Regions from separate parts of the Zea mays genome. Here region 1 is linked to region 2. The links are chromatin contacts, called in public Hi-C maps. All regions are on one chromosome and are shown on one strand. The core of a region is the stretch at or near the end of the contact, and the rest is flanking DNA. Distances in the headings are between cores, read along the strand shown.

Evidence for each region. A called contact is a pair of places that touch in the nucleus more often than the background predicts.
Region 1: a Hi-C map of ear shows a contact between it and region 2, with 3 times the contacts expected there. The contact joins the promoter of LOC100283307 here to the promoter of LOC100284460 in region 2. A contact is called at or near these places in 3 of 25 Hi-C or Micro-C datasets (ear, endosperm and tassel).

The regions. Positions count from the first base shown.
Region 1 is chr1:99,051,225-99,056,384 of Zm-B73-REFERENCE-NAM-5.0, forward strand. LOC100283307 (TOM2B) reads right to left here and starts at 2,951. Exons shown (of 4, transcript NM_001156209.3): 1 at 2,749-2,951; 2 at 1,121-1,186; 3 at 982-1,046; 4 at 1-464. The coding sequence starts at 2,874. The coding sequence ends at 335. LOC100276291 reads left to right here and starts at 3,026. Exons shown (of 6, transcript NM_001150115.2): 1 at 3,026-3,241; 2 at 3,359-3,430. The coding sequence starts at 3,045.
Region 2 is chr1:98,532,847-98,538,107 of Zm-B73-REFERENCE-NAM-5.0, forward strand. LOC100284460 (tetraspanin family protein) reads left to right here and starts at 2,203. Exons shown (of 7, transcript NM_001157355.1): 1 at 2,203-2,226; 2 at 2,345-2,630; 3 at 3,081-3,180; 4 at 3,595-3,675; 5 at 3,781-3,885; 6 at 4,515-4,727; 7 at 4,820-5,261. The coding sequence starts at 2,398. The coding sequence ends at 4,927.

The sequences.
Region 1 (5,160 bases), core at 1,701-4,200, 520 kb after region 2:
CTATTACAAGAAAACAGCATGTTTGTAGACCCAAAGGCGTGGCAATTAATCCATCCGTTCTTTTTTATTTGCCGCAATTTAGTTAAAATGATTTAGCGGACGACAAATAAACAGACATGCTTTCCTTGTAGCACCTCCAACTCATAAAAAACAGCTCCATTACACCATAACAGCATTCCCCAACCAAATTTTAAAATGTGGCGCAAACGGTAGGCAGCGATGGATCCTTATGCCGGATAGATGCATAGAGCCAATCAGCCAAACCATCATACTCAGATCTCTCTAGCATAAGACGGCAAAAGCTTATCCTTCCACTATGTCTCGGTGACGTCAATCAACCCTGAGTTCTTAAGGGTTCAGTACTCTTCTGATCTTCCTTCCTTCGAGAGGAAGGCAACATGGACTTCAGCTGTGTCTTCTCCATGTTTGACAAGAGCTGTGTGACAGTCTTAATTTGAGATGCACTGCACAGTTTTTTAGTACACAAAAGCAAAGATTATCAGTGGTGATATTAAAGAAAACAAACTTCAACCTAGTTGGTCGGAAATCTGGACATGCGTGAAGTTTAGAAGAACCATTATGCGCCCTACAGAACTACAAGCTGGGATTTCAGTTTACTGATGGATGTGTCCTATAGATCAATGTGTTCTGGTGGGAAATGATCATTTCCTATGTAAGCCAGAAGCTCGCCAATTGATCTTCATGTTGAGAAATAAATTGATGATTCTGTCTTGCATCATCTTTTTTTAAAGAAAAAACTGGTAAATAGTTGAGACATAAAAAGCATATGCCACACAATTGACATAAGTGATCCTTTTCTGGAAGGCAAGTAGGGACAAAATACACTTCAGCATAGTTGGTTGGAATCTGAACAGAAAAATTGCAGCTAAAAAAGTTCCATGAATAAGTCTGAGAGAAAAGCTAGAATTTCTAGTGAGAAGATACTAATGAATAAAAATGCATATAGGGGAAGAAGGTAACCTTTGCAAACTCCTGTCCATATAAGCATCCAAGGATGAAATTACTTGAGGTAGCTGGTGCAGTACCTAAAACAGGACACATATATTAATGGCTATGTTACAACTAGTTTTTGGCATCCAACGATACACTTATTTCTTACATGCTCCGTGTTCTTTGCAAAGGATGCTTTTTCCAACAGGTTCTTGGGTAGTTTTGCCAAGTGAACCTGAGACCACAAGTACACCTCTGCTGATCATCTTGGTTAACAAACTGATAGCTTGTACTTGTAACAACAACAGCATAACGTCCAAACATGTCTGTTGTGGGCGCAGTTTCATAAACTTATTAATTGAAGGAATGTATGTATGGCAGTTCATTGAACTGTCTGAATCTTTATTGATTTATATGATGAAAAAATAGGAAGAATCACAAGGGGATCTAGGGATAGAGAGGTAGGTAGCGCTGAAAATACAAAACTGAACTGTAAAACGACTCATAAGGTAGTAGCATGAGCCTGAAACTAGCAGCAGGAGAGGCACATATTTATCATTGTGCCCCTCCCAAAACTCATCCATGTTCATCCCCCATGTGAAGTGGAGTCTGCTTAAAAGGCAACACCCCTTCTCCTTCCAGCATAAGCCAACACCAACTTCTTCTTCATCACTCTCTCCACTGCCTTCTTGTCCTTGTGCTGCTCTCTGCAATCTTCAGTCTGAGTTGCTTACGCACACATGGGCTTGAGTGAGCAGGCCTATGAAGCTCAGTCCGTATGTGTACCTAAATGGATAGGCAGCGATGAAGCTTTTGGGGAACACATCTGCGTGAGTGTGACTGCTCTTCATCTTGATCTGATTCGGTGCCTGTGTTCTTCCCCGAGCGATGACTACATCGACGACCGCTCGTAGGACAACAGTATGCATGCCTGCATTGAGCCTAGATCGATTGCTTCGAGCAAGCCATCATGACCAAGTTGTAACATTGTTCCCTCTATCTCTAGCTCGGGTCCCACTCAAGGGTATAAACTAAACTCATTTCTAGCACATCTGGTTATTTGCGTTGTGGATATATGGTTAGGATCTGCTACAACCTGGTTCGATAGCAGATTCACATATGCGATGATGAATTGCTCATGCTCATATATGTCATGTGCTATGTGATGTCTTAATTCTAGATTAAAGCATTGCTGTAAGATGAATAAACATTCGGGAAAAAAAATCTCTACATACCGGATGCAAACTCACTCGTTTATAGCCCCTCACTCTCACCTCCTGGAGGCCCACACTAACATATCAAAACCTGGAACCTAACCACTTGGTAATTATTATTTTTCTATTTATGTAGGCCTCCACGTGGAGGTGAGGGGCTGCAAAGAGTGGGTTTGCATCCTGCATGTGAGAATTTTTTTTTTCCAAATATTCAGCTTAACCTTGACCAAAAAAACTACTTACTGCTCGCTCGCGGGCTCAAGGGCGAGAAGAACCAGCCAAACACCAAAAGAACAATTTCTAGGTTATGTAGTATAAGATGAATATAATAACATTCATGAATTGGGCAATCATTTCACCTTCAAAGGCAAAACCGCAAAAGTAATCCATAAAAAATCCTAACCTCATTGTCTCTAAAGAGTAAAGAAAGACATCGTGAACGAATTACAGCATAAGTTTAGTTAATTTCGCACAAATTTGGGGAAGAGTTGATTCTTGTGATCAGCAAACGGCTGTAAAATCATGAATACAATCGGAACACCCTAAACCAACCAAGACGAGATGGGAACAGGAGGCGGGAGACCTGAGCGGGGGAGGACTGCTCCATGAGCTGGAGGAGATTGGAGGTGGACCGCACTGCCTGTGCTATCTGCTCTGCCACCGCCGCGTTAGCCCCTCCACCACCGCCGACGCCGGCCGTCGCAGCCATCCCCGCCACGTCGACTTGGGAGCTCAGCTCGCCCTACGCCCAGTCGCCCAGTACGAAATTGAAAATGTGTAAATAACCAAAGGCCCAGCCCACCAACCGCGCGGTTTACAACGGGCCGAAAGTCAAGTGGGGACCTTTTCGAGTTCCCGTTACAATTCACAAGGTCTTCAATGCAAAATTCCCCGACCCCTCTAGATTCTGGAACGACCGCCCCAGCCGAGGAGCCGACCGGCCGGCGAAGTGGGATGGGGGCGATGGCGGCGGCTCGGGGGCAGAAGGCGCTGGTGGCTCTGCCGCAGCTGGTGAAGTCGCTGCGGAGTGATCCCGTTTCCGGAAGCGCACGACTCAGACACCTTCCGTCTCTCAGGTATACGCTGGCTCCCTGCTGGACCGAGGAAATGCGACTTGTTGCTGTTCTTCTCTTTCTCTGGTGCTTGTGGGTGCTTGATTTTATCTGATTTGTTTGTAATGCGGATATGAGCAGGAGGACCTTCTCGTTGTACGACCAGATCAACCTCATCGACAGCGTCCCCGAAGACGAGCTCCGATTCCAGTCGTACGCAATCTCTTGTCGCATCCTTTTGCATTATTATTTCCATTTTGTTATTGTTTAATTAACGAGAAGAGTTTTTAAGGGTGACTCTGTGCTCATTTCTTAATTTTTGGATATGATTATGTATGCGTATGCAACGTGTGTAATTCTTCTTGGCAGTTAAGGCCTGAAATTTTTGGACGAACAATCATGCGTGCAACATAAATTTACAAAATTCTCGCAGTATTAATTGTTTGTTTCGGGCACTCGGATACCATTGTGCTTTGGTGGGGAAATGGTAACGGCTATGTAATACATAAGATTGGAAATTGTTCTTATTATTCGCAAATAAATTGCAGAGCTTGACTTGCAGCATTGTTTTTTTTAAAAGAAAACTGGTAAAGAATTGAGAAATGAGATTCAACTACCCTTTTCATTTTTTAATCATCAAGGCAATGCCATGATGCTTCAGCTTTTAGGATCATGAACTGGAACTGTTATCGATATGAGCTGTTGTACATAACTGACATTGACAAAAGTGAACCAATACCTCTCTGGCTAAACATAGAGGAAGAAAACACATATGTGAAGTATTTTTGCTTTTGTTGTCCTCTCCCATTTTTGCTCTGCAATTTTTTCATAGTTTGGTGTTCTTTTCTAGTCACATTTATCCATGACATCTTACAATAGGTACGGTATATTACCTAATGGCTAATGATCTTCTGCTAGCATAAATGGCTGTGAGCCTGTGATGGAGCCTGTTTTAAAACTAGTATTGATTTGGGGCATGAGGGTCATCTGACATTCTGACCTTTTTCAATCCTGAAGCTAATGCATGGTCCTTTCGTTTTATATGGACATGATTTAGAACAAATTGTTATGTACATCTGTCAATAACTAGTTTTCAAAAAAAAGGACCCATTTTTTGCTGATTGAAGAGGAAATTATTGATGGACAAATATGTTGTTGCTATTGCCCTCTTCTATTTTCCCTAGAATAAACAGCTTAGTCATGCAGTATATTCTCTTCAACAAGCAGATTTGCAATATCTAATATAGATCAGAACAGAGGGACACTTGATGATGTTTTGTTTTACCTTTTGTTCTGGTCATGCTGATCTTACGGTTCACCTAGCATTTTCTTGCCTCTTTTCTGCTACGGTGATGATTCAATCTTTTCTAGTTTTCTGTTCCTGCATAGTTTATTTTGTGCAATAAGCTGTTAAGTGTTATCTCTGAAATGTGTTTGTGTTAGGCTTACTGATATGGTTTTTGGTTGTTTGCCTTGATTGGTATTAGGAAAACTAGATAAACGTCTGAGTGATGAGAAAAACAACAGAAATACCATCTACCGAGTTTGAGTATATGGTTGGTTGGCCCATTTTATTGCTTCTTTTAAAAGCAAGGAGTGATCCTTTCTGTGCTTTATTGGGTTTGGTACTGCATAACTCAGAGCTTTGCTTGATTCTGGACACCCTTATTGTGATTTTCTGTTAGTGAAGGTTGGCATAGTATGTTAACTTGGTAATATTGGCATGAGATGTAGAACTATATACAGTACTCTTGTTCTTCATTTGCTTCCCTAATTTTGGTGCTCTTTCTATGGGATCAACCTGAAGTTGCAAGAGCAACACAAATGAAAAAGGCTATTCAGAATACATGCTTGACTTTCTCCACTTGTGGAGGGCGTAGAGTTCTCCATTATGTTCTAGGTGTTGTAATTCAGTCATCTTCTATTAAAAATGGAAAGTCAAA
Region 2 (5,261 bases), core at 953-3,452:
GGTATTCAAGTTGGTCTTTGGACCGCTTGAGAGGGGTTGATTGCAACCCTCGTCCGTTGGGACGCCACAACGTGGAGTAGGCAAGCGTTGGTCTTGGCCGAACCACGGGATAAACCACTGTGTCATCTCTGTGTTTGATCTCTTGTGGTATTGTGTTTTGTTGAGACTCCTCTCTAAGCCACTTGGCAATTATTGTGCTAACACTTAACGAGTTTTTGTGGCTATAAGTTCAAGTTTTACAGAATCACCTATTCACCCCCCCTCTAGGTGCTCTCAGTTATCATTCGACAATCTATTAGCTAGCTGCATCTTATTAGAAAACCTGAGAAACGAATCGACGAGGATGATGTCGCCGCAAAATAAAAAAATTCATCGCATACTTCTAAAGTGACGCAACGCCGTCCTCATGGCCTCGATGCCCCAATCTCGTCGACGCTGATAATGTCCCCGTAACTCTAGATCATCTGACACTAAATCGTAATTGAGTTCTTCAATCTTTACGTACGATGTGATCACGACATCATATATCAGATGATTCACGCAATCTCTCTAGCCTCTCGTTGTTCGTTAGATGTCTGTAGTCATAGTATATAGTGTAGTAGTCTTTGTATTATACATGTGAGTTTTTTAATCTTATAGACTAATGATTGATTATTGATATATTTTATAGAGGGTTCTAAAGTCTACATTTTTGTCTCAAACTTTATCTTACACCGGTATTAAATGATTAAAAAGGCCAAATGATTTGTGATATCAAGTCATCAAAAAGTATCTATCTTTTAGAAAAAACAAAAAAAATAACAGGTGGATAGGTTCATAGAAACAGTGAGATGAGCTATGGATATATTTATGACCAGTAATCTCTATGCTTTAACTAACCCAAATAATGAGCTAGCGGTAGTTGTTGTGGAGAAAGAAGAACCCGCTATTGAGATTTTCTGAAGAAGAGAAAAATGTTGATGCCAATATCAATGATAACAATTTAAGAGGCCTCTATGGTAGTTTTCGTTCAGTGCCCCTAAAATGCTAGGAATGATCCTATGTACAACCACATAAATGGTCTGTATCTTAAGGGGTATTTAAATGAATAAGTTTAAAACACAAAAAATGTATCTTAGTAAAGGAACGTCTCTAGCACAGTTTTTGAGTCTAAGATATGGTTACACTCATACAACCCACATAAATGAATCATTTCTTGAGATGTTCGTAAATAAGATACAAGACTTAGATATATTGAGTTGTATGAACGAGTATATCTAATGCTTAAATAACCAAAAATAATATTTAGGTTGTACGTGCCCTAACAGGTCAAACTTATGATGTGTTTTGTTTGGATTTTGGCTTTTACTTTTGCCCAAAAGCCAAAAGCCGTGCCAAATGGCTGGATCCAGAATCAGTTTTTTCTAGAAGCCGACTCTCTCGCAGTTTAAAACTGAAAGCACCTCTAGACCTACCTTTAGGATGTGTTTGATTGCAATGACAAGACAATGAGATGAGACGATCCCTCAAATAAGATTGTTTGGTTCAAGGTCAAAGGTTGGAACATGACTATCTAGTGTTGTCCCCAATTATCTTTCAAAATTGGAGGGACGAGAGAGTACGCCAAGGGACATCCCTGTTCTTGCTGTCCTGCAACCAAACGTACCCTTAATGACTTTCAAATAAAACTGTGAATATATATATGAACTTTTAGTGGTTTTTTATGATTTACACTAAATAATTTTTAGCTTTTTAATAGCTCAGAGCGTAAACTAGCTTTTTTTCACTCCCAACAACCAAACAAACCCTTCGCCTAACGATAACAACAGCAACACATGCCAATATACCGATGTCATTTGCCATCTCGAATTGCGGAGGCGGCCCATGAGAGGGCAGTTCAGACCTTTCAAGTGACCCGACCGCCAGCGCATATCCACTGCGCACGGGGATAATGGCGAGCACTACCGGCCAGCGCAACCGTCCCCGCGCGTACACCGTCAGCATGGCCGCCGATGCGATAAAAAAATAACTCCAGCTCAAATTCCTAATGCAGCCAGCCCAACCGATCTGCTCCGTCCACTGCCTCAGGCAACGGCACTCCTCGCGCCACCTGGTGGGTCCCTCGTCCACTCCAACTCCACCGCCTCCTTTGCCCCAATCCAGCCGAGTGATTTTTAGTTTATTCACGCGCAAAAAACTAAAAAAGAATTATAAACGGAAGAAGAACGGCAGGCGAAGCATCGCCAGGTAATCAACCCGTCCTCCTGTCCTTCTTCCCCTCACCCACCGCGGGAAATTCGGCGCGATTCGGGCGGTATTAGTTGGAATTCCCCTGAGAATCGGAGCGTTTTTTTGGACTTGGTAGATTGGTATATCGATCGATTGATCGGTGGCGGAGGGAGGGGAGGAGGGCGGCAGATGGCGGCGTGCCGGGGCTTCTTCGAGTGCCTGCTCAGGCTGCTCAACTTCATCCTCACCGTCGCCGGCCTCGCCATGGTCGGCTACGGGATCTACCTGCTCGTCGAGTGGATGAAGATATCTGAGGACGGCAGCAGCGGGGGGTTGACGGCGGAGGTGCTGGTCTCCGGCCGGCCGTTGTTGGGGGCTGTCGCTCTCGGTGACAGCTTCCTCGACATGCTACCCAAAGCATGGTGAGATGGTTGCTTGCTCATGCACCCTTTTTGTTTCTGATGTATCAACGTTGGTTTCGTCCATGTGATCTCGCGACTGATTAGGATTTTGGGTTGTGAGGAACTGCGAGGTTTGCTTAGTAGGGGTGGCAATCACAATTGTGAATAGGACAAGTGTTACTTTAATTTTCCATGTAGTGGATGATTAAGAGGCGAATGTTTGAAATATGCAATGATGTTATGATAGCCAAAACTCTCAGTTGCAAATTGCAGTTTGATGTAGCATTTGTTATTCGCCTTCGGATCGATGAGCTTGTTAGTCAGGCAGTAAATTCTATGTGGATTTGAATTGTTCCAAGTCTCCAGTCGGAACCATTGGTTCTTTAGTTTGGCAATTATGGGTTTGTTATTTGTTTGTTCTTACTGCCAAAACGGTTGTGTTTGACATGGAATCGCCTCTGTTCCCTGCAGGTTTATTTATTTGTTCATTGGTGTTGGTGCTACTGTTTTCCTCGTGTCTCTGTTTGGCTGCATTGGAGCAGGGACAAGAAACACCTGCTGTTTGTGTTTCGTATCCTTTTTAATGTGCCTCTTAGACATCATTCTGTTGTCCTCTCTAAAGAATATTCCATTTGTCATACACAATACACTAAAAAGTACTCCCTCCGTTCTTTTTTATTTGTCGCGGTTTAGTTCAAAAATAAACTAACGGACGACAAATATTTTAAAACGGAGGTAGTACTTGGAATTATGCTGCACATTAAATCCAGACGGGCTATTAGTATCTGAACCTGCTAAACCAACAAATTTTGTTTCTGTACTACTCTGAAACGCCAATCTTATAGAACAGCAGTAGCAGAGGCAATAATATTTTAACTATTTCTGCAGCCCCATGATATTTTGTCAAAGGTAGTTATTTGACTTTTTATAATGATATAAGATCACACTATTAATTCATGCTTGTTTCCTTTGACTTATAAAAAAGTATGCCTTCTTGGTCATATTGTTGATCCTTGCTGAAGCTGGAGCTGCTGCATTCATTTTCTTTGACCATAGCTGGAAAGATGTGAGTATTCTGTTTGGTGCTTGTCTTGGGAACTAAACTACTACAGTGTAACTTGTCTTATCATTTCCTTGACTAGCTGTAGTTATCCATTGACTTCTTTTGCAGGTAATTCCAGTGGACAAGACACATAACTTTGATGTTATGTATGGCTTTCTGAAGAAAAACTGGGAGATTGCAAGATGGGTTGCTCTTGGCGTTGTTGTTTTTGAGGTAGGAGACAAGACTAATCTTACATCCTTTGATCTTAACTAAACTCAAAGGATCCTCATATTACACTTATGCTTCCAATGCCACTGTATTTGCTTCTTCAACTTCTACTCCATAAGTTCCTAATATTCATGCAAATGCTTTCAACTCTAAATCCCATCCTCGGCCCCTGTTAGTATAGTATGGAGGCTTCATCTTTCTGTCTTGAGATGCATAGATGTTTGTCCAATGCAGATTTATTCTGCTGTTATATTTGTTGTGATCAGCTGATAATGAACAAATTATAGGTAGTTTAAAACTTATCATGATAATTAATGGGCTGGCCCAGAAACTATTGATACCTTAATTCTTTTTTGCCTTGGAGAGGATTTTGCCTTTTCTTTTAGCTGTCACTTGTCAAGTATTAGGTTGTACTGTGGGTAGGGCTGGTAATGGATTATGGCCCTAATACATGCTTCATAAATCAACAAGGCCCTTAATTTTGTTAGTTCAAAATTGTATTGTTTTATGATCCGGTCCTAACTTGATTCGATCCTTAAATTTGCTAGGCTAAATTAAATGGCCCGTTACCACCCCTAACTGTGGGTAGTCACACCAAAACTAAAACTAATGCCCTGACTGGTTTGCAACAGGCAGTGCTCTTTCTATTAGCTCTGGTTGTCAGGGCAATGAACAAACCTGCGGAGTATGACAGTGATGATGAAATTATTGCAATTGGCCGAAGCCCTACCATGCGGCAGCCATTGATCCATGCCCAAAATGTGCCGGCCACCGGTGTTCCTGTCCCAACACTCGATCAGCGTTCAAGTAGAAATGATGCCTGGAGCCAAAGGATGCGAGAGAAGGTACATTACTTGATGGATTGTTTCAACATTATGATTATGATATGCTTTGTTCTCTTCTCTTGACGACTTTTATATTTGCACCTAAAATGCAGTATGGTCTGGACACGAGCCAGTTCACGTACAACCCCTCAGACCCAAGCAGGTACCAGCAGAATGGCGCTCCACAGGCTGAAGAAAGGAGTCGATGCACTATAATGTGAAGAATTCTTCATGACGTCCTACGTCATAATGGTTTTCTTGAACGGGCTACCTCAGCTTGTGTAGTTTGGTGTTGTTCAGACTTCATAGCTGTGTGTGTGGAATGCAAAAATCCCGACCATATTGTTTGTCACGCTTGATGTCTTCTCTGCAAATGTTCTATGCACTTGTAATTTTACCGTGAATGACGAACTGTTAGCCATTGACATCATCTATTTTGTATTTTAGGGGGGTTGTTTCTTCTTGCCAGTCCTACCATTTTCATGTAGCTCTGTTTAATCATGATGCTTTACTCAAATATATGTAAGATTTGGTTGTGCCGTGAAGTGAGGTGAG